Regions from separate parts of the Mus musculus genome. Here region 1 is linked to region 2. A link is a contact called in public HiChIP or PLAC-seq data. All regions are on one chromosome and are shown on one strand. Each heading gives the region's core, a stretch centred on a gene start, on an enhancer-like site or on the middle of the called end of the contact. The rest is flanking DNA. Distances are from core to core; before and after follow the strand shown.

What was found. HiChIP or PLAC-seq counts read pairs in DNA pulled down with a chosen protein or histone mark.
Region 1: an H3K4me3 HiChIP or PLAC-seq map of microglia shows a contact between it and region 2, with 2.9 times the contacts expected there. The contact joins two enhancer-like sites. A contact is called at or near these places in 1 of 39 promoter capture datasets (pre-B cells), 1 of 15 datasets of contacts at CTCF or cohesin (the NIH/3T3 cell line), 5 of 484 Hi-C or Micro-C datasets (Th2 cells, bone marrow-derived macrophages, embryonic fibroblasts and 2 more), 6 of 115 datasets of contacts at active chromatin or transcription factors (CD8 T cells, bone marrow-derived macrophages, embryonic stem cells and 2 more) and 3 of 9 other capture datasets (adipose tissue, liver and pancreatic islet).

What each region holds. Positions count from the first base shown.
Region 1 is chr2:101,807,823-101,813,696 of GRCm38.p6, reverse strand. It overlaps a transcript of Prr5l not described here. Among named protein-coding and RNA genes, the nearest start is that of Prr5l, 13 kb to the right of the region's middle. Within about 2 kb of position 2,701, at least 19 of the 459 cell types and tissues checked have an H3K27ac peak or open chromatin away from gene starts, as enhancers often do. A contact at or near this core is called in CD8 T cells and microglia, where this site is marked.
Region 2 is chr2:101,730,107-101,735,549 of GRCm38.p6, reverse strand. It overlaps Prr5l (proline rich 5 like), which reads left to right. Exons shown (of 9, transcript NM_175181.5): 7 at 805-945. Among named protein-coding and RNA genes, the nearest start is that of Traf6, 54 kb to the right of the region's middle. Within about 2 kb of position 2,564, at least 116 of the 459 cell types and tissues checked have an H3K27ac peak or open chromatin away from gene starts, as enhancers often do. A contact at or near this core is called in CD8 T cells and microglia, where this site is marked.

The sequences.
Region 1 (5,874 bases), core at 1,452-3,951, 78 kb before region 2:
GGAATACGGATGTCCCTGCTTTCCTTTTGCAGACTGTGTTCAGCTACTGGCCTCTGAAGGTTATTTAATCTTATTTGTTTTAAATAATTTCTTTATTTTATGTATACATACTGTTCTGTTTTCATGCACACCAGAAGAGGGAATCAGATTCCATTACAGATAGTTGTGAGCCACCATGTGGTTGCTGGGAATTGAACTTGGGACCTCTGGAAGAAAAGCCAGCTCTCTTAGCCACTGAGCCATCTCTCTAGCCCGGTTATTTGATTTCAAATAAGGCACAGTCATGTTCTTGTTGGTAGTGGCTAATTCCACAGATTAGAGAGGCAGAATTCTTGGGTTTTCAGTCTCAAAGAGACTTAACTCTCTGTACCTCTGAGACTCAGTTTGTTCATTATGAAGTGAGAAAAGTCATAGAAACAAGTGGCCTCAACGGTGCATCCTGATGACAGAAGAATTAAGTGAGTGACTATTTGTAATGAGCTTGGAATTCTGCATAACACACATAACAGCAGACGAAGACAGGTCAAATTAATAAGCTATATATGTCTAACCTTCCAAGTATGAGTGCTGCCTGCCTGAGTTCTTTATGTGTGTGTGCATGTGTTTGTGTGTGGCCATGTATGTACATATGTGCACATGCACATGATGCCAGAGTTCAGTGCTGGGTGTCTTCATTCATTGCTCCACTTTATTCCTTTTAATGTATTTGTGTTTGTGGTTATGTATGCATGTATGTATGTGTTCATGTGTGTGTAGAAGTCAGAGTGACATTAGTTGTCTTCTCAGTTATTTCTCCACCTTGCTCTTTTGAGACCTCGCTGAAACTAGAGCTCACCAACGTGGCTAGAACAGACTGGCCAGTGAGCCCCGTGGGTCTGTCTGTCTCTGCTTCCCTAACGCTGGCGTTGCAGTTGGACACCGTAGCACCCTGCTTTTATGTGAGGGCTGGAGATCTGAACTCAAGGCCTCAAGCTTTCACTGCAAGCATCTTACCTACTGAACCATCTCTCCGGCCCGTTGTCTCTGTTCTTTGCTTCTCTAGGTTATCTCTGAAGTTTGGGGTTAAATTGCATCAGCTCAAATCTGCCTCCACCACTGAATTAGAGACTAAAGCAACTATTTTCCATCACACACAGTTTTCTGGCCTGTAAAGATGTAATTGTGTTTGCTTCTGGGGATAGCTGTGAGGAACGAGCTCTGTGAAGTCCTTGAAGTGTGATACGTGTTAAGTGCTCAATACATTTTAGCTCTTGTTACTATCAAGCACAAAGAAAGGGGGTGTCATCTGCACACACAATTTTATTATGCAAGTTACAGTCTGGGCTATCTGAAAGGGGGATTCCTGTAGTCCAAGCTGGCCTCTGGCTCAATGGGAAGCCCAGAATGAACTTGAATTTTGGGCCTCTGGCCTCCACCTCCAGAGTGATGGGATTATAGGCTTATACCACAGTGCTTGGTGCAAACTCAAATCTGACCAGAGTCAATGCACTGAGCAGGTGAAACCAGCGGAGGGCTTCTGCTCATTACCACAAGTCCTGGCAGCTTGCTGAGGTGCCAAAGCACTTAGATGGTCTGTGCCAGAGGCCCGGTGCTTCTTGCTAGAGGTGCGATGTTGGGCAAGCTGAGGTGTGCAAACCATAGTTAACTTCCTTCTTCTTTCTCTTTCTTCCCTCTCCTCCTTACTTTGTAAATCTGATCTCCCTGAGCACTTACCTCTGGCTCTCCTCCACTCAGCAGTTTCACATTGTGTGTGTAACTCAGACAGGCCTTGAGGACTCCACAGTTACTGACCGTGGAGGCACAGAGTAGGGTGGAGTGGGGTGGGGTGGGGTGGGGTGGGATGCTGGGCTGAGGCTGACATCTCATGTACATCCAGATGTCCTTAGACCACATCACAGTAGGACTTGGGCTTTATCAGAAAGAAGCTGGTGGGTTCTCAGGAGGAGGCACCTGAGCAGGACAAGGGGCCAGATTGTTCAAGGTTACTCCTTCTGCTTCTGCACTGGAAAGTGAAGCAGGACTGTTTTTTTTTTTCCCCCGTCTGTAAATTTCTGATACTATCAGCAGACTAGTCATCCAAGAAATTAAACTTCAGAAAGCGGGGGCTACCAAGGAGACTCAATTAAGATCTCTCCTCGATCTTGAAACCATCCCCAGCCCTTCGCAAAGCACATTTGACGGACAGGGTTCTCTTGTCTTGGGCAACACATCCCGGCTACGCTCTGCAGGGTGAAGCTGTTAAGAACGTTCCATGTGCAGAAATTAAGCTGTTGAATTTTCCTTTTCTGAAGACTACCTCTGAGGTCTTAATATACTAATGCATACTGTATGCAGGGTCTCGCTCCTCCCCCTTCTCTCCCCCCTCCCCCTCCCTCCCTTCCTCCCTCTCTCCCTCCCAGCTCTCTTATAATCTAGGCTGAGCTGCAACTGGCCATGTATACAGGATGACCCTCTCCTACCTCCACCTTCCTGGTTGTGGGATTACAGAGGTGCACCACCACACTGGGTTCAGTCAGTGCTGGGGATTGAACCAGTCTTCATACATCCTAGACAAGCACCGCACCGACTGAGTTACATCAGCAGCTGTAGTCAGGATTTCTGAGAATCATTTAAGTATCTTATTCCAGTAATAGTGGCAGAATCTTGCAGTATTGCCCTTTCTCAGAAACAGATGTCTAAGAGGGCTCTCTAGACTTCCTTGGTGACAGGGTGTGAAATACTGTTTCGAGGTGGCCCAAGTGCAGTCCCTAGGAGGAAATGTTGAGTGAGGAGCTGGTCTGGGTTCCTGCTGGGACAGAAGGACGACTCGATCATGTGGAGAATAAACAGAGAACTCTTTGTGCAGCGGCTGTGCACCCTGTCTGGCATGGCTCACTTTGACCGGGCTGGACACGATAGCTCAGGCAGACCCCAGTTGGTTCTTGGGGACAACAGCATGTTTGCTCTGATGGCTTTCATTTTCTGTTCCTCACAATTTCCCTCATTGCCCACAACAGTTGGAATGGATGCGTCGGCTGAGAACACTTCTTTTTCCCAGGCAGTTCTATGACTGCTTCTTCTGAAATTGCAAAGGAAAGATGACAGGAGTTGGGAAAGACTGAGCAACAGTAAATAAAATAATGTAATTCGTGGCTGTTTCTGTTTCTAATAGTCTGCGAGAGCTTGTGAAAGGTCTCAACCATTTTTTTTTTTTTTAAGTTCGAGGTGGTTTTCTGTGCAATGGGAGTAATAACAGCCGTTTTACAGCTTGTCCAGGGGTCAAAGCTATGCTAGCAAAGTCCCTCAATAGGGTTGACATATTGCAGGGTTGACATATTGCGTGTATCTGATTAGTGCCAACTACACTTGCTACATATAGTTTCATAGTTGTATGTATGTGGGGTAAAGGAGAGAGAAGAGGGGAGAGGGAAGAGGGGAGGGAGAAAAGGAGGGGCAGAGAGTATATATTACACACACAAAGAATTGTTTTCTTAAGGAAACAAAAGACCAAAGAAAAATCCATGTATTTCCTATAAATGACATATTTTATCTGAAGAGATAACTTATCAGCCAGATGTGGTAACACATGCCTTTAATCTTAGCTCGCAGGAGGCAGGGGCACGTGGTCTTCAGAGTGAATCCCAGCATAGCCAGGGCTGCACAGAGAAACCCTGTCTCCGGAAAAATAAAGAAATAAAGAAATAAATATAAATAAATAAATAAACAAATAAGGCATAACTTATCAATGAAATTCTGGGCAAAGTCCTGAAAGACTTTACAGGTTCTATGTTCATTAGTGATCTGGTTTCTATGCCAGTCTCTGGAGAACTTAATCCCATAATTGCACTTTGTATCAGATGAACCTGGCATAGGGCAGTGTATGGGACTTTGATCTTGAAGAAAGAGGCCTAAGAAGCTTTTATACTAAAGAAAGTGAACCAGGTTGCCTTCAGGGAGTGTGTGTGTGTGTGTGTGTGTGTGTGTGTGTGTGTGTGTGGTACGCGTGTGCATGAAAGTATATGCATGTGTGTGTAAAGGCCCAAAGTTTACGCTGGATATCCTCTTTAATCTCTATTTTGAGGCCAGGCCTCTTGCTGAACCTGGGGCTCCCTTATTCCTGCTCGTGTAGATGGTCATGCTGCTGTGGGGGTCATTTGTTTTTGCCTCCCGAGCACTGGGACTACAGAGGAGCCGCTGCACACGCTTGGTTCTTATGTGGGTTCAGGGGATCCACGGCAAGTGCCTTATCCACTGAGCCATCTCCCTAGTCTCCTTAGGGGAGTTTTTATCAGGCTTCTGACTCACTTAGAGGAAATCTTCTGGACAAAATTCTACCTCAGGAGCCACAGAACTCCTTTCTCTCTTCTCTCTCTGCTTTCTTCCTCCTTTATGTCCCTCTTCCCTCCAGAACAGGGATGGGCAAACATGAGCGACCTCTTGTTTGGTCCATCTGCTTTTGTCTATAACTGATCATTATTGTATGTCATTATTCATGTTATGGTTACATGAGTTTTGGAAGTGGGGAAGATATGAATGCCTTGACTTACTTTGATGATGACTGTTTTATGAGACAAAGACTTATTATAATGTATCCCTAGCTAGCCTGGGACTCATTATGTAGACCAGAGTGGTCTCATAGTTACAGAGATCTACCTGCCTTTGCCTCCCAAGTACTGGGATGAAAGGAATATGCCACCACACCCAGCATATATATATATATATATAAAATATAATGAATATATATATATATATATATATATATATTCATTCCTGGCTGACTTACTGAAGTCTCCCTAAACTTCATTATTATTCAGAAGCTCAAAAAAAAAGCTAAAATAAACAGATGTTGGACTGGGTCATGAAGGAACTGTGATTATTTACCAAGGGAAATAAGCACAGACAATAAATTCAAAACCTTTTCTTATTTGGGGCCAGGGACGTAGCTCAGATGGCAGATTGCTTGACTAGCAGGTACAAAGCCCTAGGTTTGGTGATCCCAGGCTCGCCTAAAACTGAAAATATCTGTAACGCCAGCACTTAGGAGGTAAAGGCATGAAGATGAGGAGTCAGGGCCATCCTTGGCTACATATTGAGTTGGAGACACTGTGTCTAAATTCTCTTCTCACTTTGAATGCCACATCTAAGATTTACCTTTGCTTTTAAAAAAATACAATGCTATGTGTCAAGCGGCATTGCGAACACTTCACATATGTCCAGTAAGTTTCACTGGGGCATCACTAAAACAGAAAGGAAAGCTATTAGTTACAACTGAGGCCCCAGTGGAGTTAGAATGTTAAAATTCTTGCTGGGAAGATGGGATGTGGTGGTTAGAGGGGGAGAGGGAGTCCACAGGAAGTGACAAGGTCAAGGCTGACCGTGAGAGTAACAGTGGCTGTAGAGGAAAGGGCAAGGTCATTGGGAAACAAGGATCTGATCTGCCATGGCTTCACAAAGATCCTTTCTATGGATATGAAAACTATCAAGAAGTGTGGCACGAGCCATTGCTAGGAGAGTGACCATAAGCTAGAAGTGAAAGACTGGAGGAAAGATGGGGATAACCCTGGAGTCAACAGAGACCACAGAGAGAAAAGGCCATGAACAGAAAGACCTGATGATGTTGCACCCATCCTGAGGGAGAGATTGTGGTCTGGCAGGAACGTGAATAACAAGGAAAACAAACATTCTCACTCCCAGCTCAGCAGTTCGAGGAACACTGGAGAGCAACCTATACTGTTCGGAGGATTTGTGGGGAAACAGGTAACAGCCTGCATTCCAATCAAGACTGTCATTCTGCAGGTGTTCCAAGATCCAAGGTCATCCCCAGGATCCTGCCAGAGCTCCATGAGATAACACCACTTTCATAGAAATCCTATGGTACTATTTACCTTCTTTACT
Region 2 (5,443 bases), core at 1,315-3,814:
GTAATCATCTTAATGGCATAGAAAGAAAGATGTAAAACATTGAGGTATAAATTGCTTTATCCCTGCTTCACACACTTATGCATAAATGTAAATAAATCTTCAAAAAATGTGAAGCCGTCTTTCCAAATCCCAGGGTTCCAGTAAATGAGTATGAGAAGGACACATACAAACCACAGCATACTGTGTGGAGATTATACTCACTCTTTATATCGCAATGCTTAGGGTCCTGCCTAGGGCACAGAGCCTACCAAATGCAAACTCTTATAACTATTGGCACTTTTCTCCCCCACCCATTGCCCCAACCACTGGAATAGTCACACTCCTTCTTCTTACTCCTTTCACATGCTCCTCACTACTTTTCTTCATTAATTACTTGTGACTATGTGAGAATCTAACATCTTCCGTAACCATGTAAGGTCGATTGCCTGACATGGGATGAGCACTTAAATGTTTAACAGATGAAATTGAGGAAGTGGCCTTGGGGAGGAGAGAGCAGTGATCTTTCTCTCTCTTTTCCCACCTTCCTTTCTCTCACTAATTTCCACCCACTGTAATCTCCTGACACCATGGTCCCTATTACATGGGTATTTTATTGTCTTCGATTAATTAGGCAGGTTGAGCCACACCTTGTCTTAATGCCAGAGGAAACTGGAGCCTGGTCTTCTGAGACAGCCCACAGGCCTTGCCAATGCCTGTTCTAGTCCATCCCGAGTGCACTGTGAACACTTGCCCTGGACTCCTTGAGGCTGGTGGGGATCCAGCAAGCACTCACCTCTTACCCCTCCACATGTCTTCTTCCCCCAGGGACAGGAGCTGACCATCCGCCAGATCTCCCTGCTGGGCTTCCGGGACCTGGTCTTGCTGAAGGTGAAGCTGGGTGACGTGCTGCTGTTGGCACAGTCCAAGTTGCCTTCTTCTGTTATACAAATGCTGCTCATTCTGCAGGTGAGCTCCAAGGGGCCCTGTCCCTTGTGGCAGCAATCAGCCGAAGGATCCAGGATCCTGCTGTGATGGAGGTGGGAAGGAGGTGGAATCACAGAGCCCTGTGGCAGAGCCGTGCATTCTTCTGCTTGTTTGTCCATGTTTCTTGGTTCACCGGTTCCTGTACCTTTGCTGTGCACCTGTCAGGACCCTATTGCTCTACTTAGGGCTAGTCTTGGAGTCAGGAAAGAACTAAACACCTGGAGCCTGATTTCCTGGGAGCTGTGGCTTTCTCCATCCCTCGGGTGAGATTTGGGTACCCACATTCCCTCTGCCCTGAACACCGTTGTTTGGGATAGTCAAGACAGATACTAAATTTCTTCTCCTGCTTGTACCTTCAGCGCCCAGCCCAGAGTCTTGAGCACAAAAGTAACCATTTATTGTGGTGCCGGCTAGTGAAGGGTACACATCCTTGTCAGCCCTTAAACTATGCCAAGGAGCCAAGGATTGAAAACGATGACAAAGTATCTGCTGTCATTGAGTCAAGAGAGAACTAGAACTCCTAGATGGGCTTCATGAAAAAGCAAGACCATGTCAGGTCTCCGAGCTCTGGTCACTTCTTGGTCTCTGTTTGGATCATTCTTCCTGATTTTTCTCTGATGCCTTCTCTTGTGGCCTTGCCCGGATGCTCTTAGACTTGGTCTTTTCTCTGTTTGTGGAATTATTTGGACCAGATTAGATGTGACATGCCATGGTGTTTGTTTCCAGGGAGACACTACCCAGATGGCTCCATCCTGTCTTCTCATCCCAGTCTTAAATCAGCAACAGGAAGATGAGCTAACACTTCTCCGGCTCTGGTTGTTTGCCAGGTGCAGGCACAAGGACTATAAATGTTCTGTTTTTCTTAAACAGTCCAAATAAGCCCTTTTATGAGGTCAGCGTTGTTGTTATTCCCATGCTCCAGATGAGGAAACAAAAACAGGACAGGACTCTTATGCAGTTGAGTGAAATTTCTCAGCTGGTAGGAGGTAGTAAGATTCTCAGATGCAGAACTGTGAGCATCCTGATCCCTTCTGTAGGGAGGGATCTATCTGGTTGGCACATGTTGGGCTTGGATCTCCCGTTTGCCCAATCAACTATGACCTTGAATGTGGTCAGATGGAACCAACATGCCCCAGGGAGCTCTTTCCCATGGATGGGTGTACAGTCTCAGGTTCCTCCATCAGGCTCCTGTTGACTAATGAGATATCACCAGCCCCATCTCCCCCCCCCCCCGCCCCCCACTGCTGTGCTTTTGACTCTCTTGGGGCTATCCTCAGCGTATTCCCCTTTCCTGTAATAAGAAAGGAGGCAGGGTCATCTTAGAGATAAGGGTGGGTATCTTTCTAGAGCTAGCCTTTTTGTAGATAGGAGGATGGGCGTGGCAAAGCGCCCGCAGCTTACATCTGAAATGCTGAATTCAGGGCTTAGCTCCCAAATATGGAGCGTGGAAAAGGAGCCCCTGAGGATTCTAGGACTGAGGTTAGGAGGCTGGACTCCACTTTCTGTTTCTGTTTTGACTTATAACGCCATCCAGTATTACTTACTTCCCCTTCAGCTGTGTCAAAATACCTGACAAACACAACTTAGAAGGGGAACTGCTTACTTAAGCTTACAGTCATCGTTGCGGAGAAGGCACAGTAACGGGAAGGTGAGGCAGCTGGCCACGCTGTATCTTGTATCTGTATCAGCAAGTAGAGAGAGATGAATGCTGGTGTTCAGCTGGCTTCCTCTTTCTATGCAGCCTGAGACCACAGCCCAGGCAATGGCTCTGTGCGTGAGGTGGGTGGGTCTTCCCACCCCTATTAACCTAGATATGCTGCCCAAGGGGTGTTTCCATAGTGACAGTCAAGTTTAACTACCATACATCTCTTTCCATGTATGGTCATGGCTGCCTTTTGAGGACCCTCCCCATCTGAAAGTGGAGCATGCAGACCTGTTTCTGTAACAAAAGCCTTTTGAGGTTCTGGGGTTTGTGTGGAACAACCCAACAATACATGACATCACCCCCCTTAAAGTCTCTGAAGGTGTACCAGAATGTCTATCTACTCTGGCCTGTCCCCTTTCCCCACCACGGTGTGTATATGCAGTTCTTTGCAGCTGATCTTAGGGAATCTGCTCAAGTGTGTCCCTGGGCCTAAAGCCCCTTCATCCCTCCATCAGACATTAGAACCTGACTCTCTAATGCTGACCTGTGCTGTGGCCTTCCTGGTCCCTGCAGGGCTAGGGTCTTGGTGCTCATTTTTTTCTCTGCTCTAAACACTGTTGTCCAGAGCAACTCTTAAACTTCTTCCCTATGCTGTGCCCTCAGCACCCTTGGTCATAAAAGTAGGTGCTCATTGAGCATGGCTCAGAAAGTGATGGAACCAGTTAGGAAGAACCCAAGATCCCTGGCCTGAGTCCCATGATGGCTTCTTCCTTTAGAAGTGAGGAATATAGCCTGAGAAGTTCCATGGCTGTGTTGAGGTTCTGGAAAACTGGGCCATGAAACAGTCCCCACTGTGGATCTTCCTGTTCTTCCCACGTCAGGGTACTGGAAGGTCAGAGAGTTAGTTGGCTAACTAACTCAGGAGTATAAACTGAACTGTGTGAGCTGGGTCAGTCAACCAGTCCTAGTCTTTTTTACTCTCTCCACCTCTCAGCCTTCCTTCCTGTCCCACCCCCTCCCCCCCTCCTTTCCAACACTAAACATTCTGCTACCTGAGCTCAGGGAGGGTGGAGCTGGGACAGAGGGGGTAGAGAATCGCCAAGCCTGTTTCTAGCACCACAGTCAAGCTCATCCCAATATAGTCACTCTCTCCACATCTGTCTCTTCCCTTCCCTTTTTAGTCTCAGACTGCAAACCCTGCTTATATTTTGTCAAATTTGCATATAATCTGTAGCCTCTTTTCAGGTTTCTTGTTTCCTTAAACCATCCAACACCCAGGCATCTGTGCCTCATTTGGTGTAGCAGAAAAGGGCCAAGGAAAAGCCCATTTACTTGGGAACCACATCTCAACCATGGATCCCTAATCTGCAGGAGCTGGCCCCACTTGCTTCACTCCACAGACAACTTGCAGGGCTGTGGTGAGCTTTAGCTTTTTACGGGGAAACCATTCAGGATCTCTTCTGTGAATTTGAGGAGATACTCTTTCTGGGTAAGCACAGAGTCCTCTGAAGTCTCTTTTCCCTCTCAGGCCCTTATTCCTTTCTGGTCTCTGGGTCTTTGCTACCCCTCAACAGGAGGGCATACTTTCAAGCCCCCTGCAGTGAGAAACAGTTCACAAGGAGCCTGCTGGTTTTCTAGAAAGCAGATGTATTACAACTCCCCTCCAGTTTTGGCTGTCATGTCTCCTTTTTTTCCCTGCCTAGGCCTTTGTCCTTTCTGGTCTCTGGGTCTTTGCCACTTGGCTTTTACCCAGGGCTTTTACCTCACATGCAAGTTTGAAGACTCCTACTGTGCTTACTGCAGAGACACACCTAGAACCACTTTCTAGGCCTTCTTTCTCCTGCCCTGGACTTTTCTGTGCATTTTCTCTGTTTCCTAACCTGGCAACAAGTAGTGGTCACATGGGCTCATAGCCAGCCAGCTTGGGTTCCAGTCCAGTGGAGGATTTGTTTGTTTGTTTCTGTCATCTATTGGCTGTGCTATACTAAGCAACTTTCTTAAGTCTCCTGGGTTTTATTGGATCCACTGGAAGAGAGACCTGTCCCTGGTTGTCGGGAGGCCTGTGTGTTTGTTCATACGCAGTGCTTTTGTGAAATGCTTGCATGCTGTAGGTGAGCTCTTCTGGGGGTGGGATAATCATTGGGCTTCACCACCCCTCACCTTTAGAGTGAGAATTGGGACTATGCCACTTACACTGTCCTGGGTGAACCTAGACTTCATTTTTTTGTTTTGTTTTGTTTTTGTTTTTGTTTTGTTTTTTTGTTTTTCAAGACAGGGTTTCTCTGTGTAGCCCTGGCTGTCCTGGAACTCACTCTGTAGACCAGGCTGGCCTCAAACTCAGAGATCCACCTGCCTCTGCCTCTGCCTCTCTGCCTCTCTGCCTCTCTGCCTCTCTGCCTCTCTGCCTCTCTGCCTCTCTGCCTCTCTGCCTCTCTGCCTCTCTGCCTCTCTGCCTCTCTGCCTCTCTGCCTCTCTGCCTCTGCCTCTCTGCCTCTCTGTCTCTCTGCCTCTCTGCCTCTGCCTCTCTGCCTCTGCCTCTCTGCCTCTCTGCCTCTGCCTCTCTGCCTCTCTGCCTCTGCCTCTCTGCCTCTGCCTCTCTGCCTCTCTGCCTCTCTCTCTCTGCCTCTCTGCCTCTCTGCCTCTCTGCCTCTCTGCCTCTGCCTCCCAAGTGCTGAGATTAAAGACATGCACCACCACTGCCCGGCCAGATTTTGTTCTTAAAAGGCCCAGTTTCTGGATTTGCTTCTTAAACATCATATGTATGTATGTATGTATGTATGTATGTATGTATGTATGTACGTATGTATATATGTATGTATGTATGTATTGTTTTTC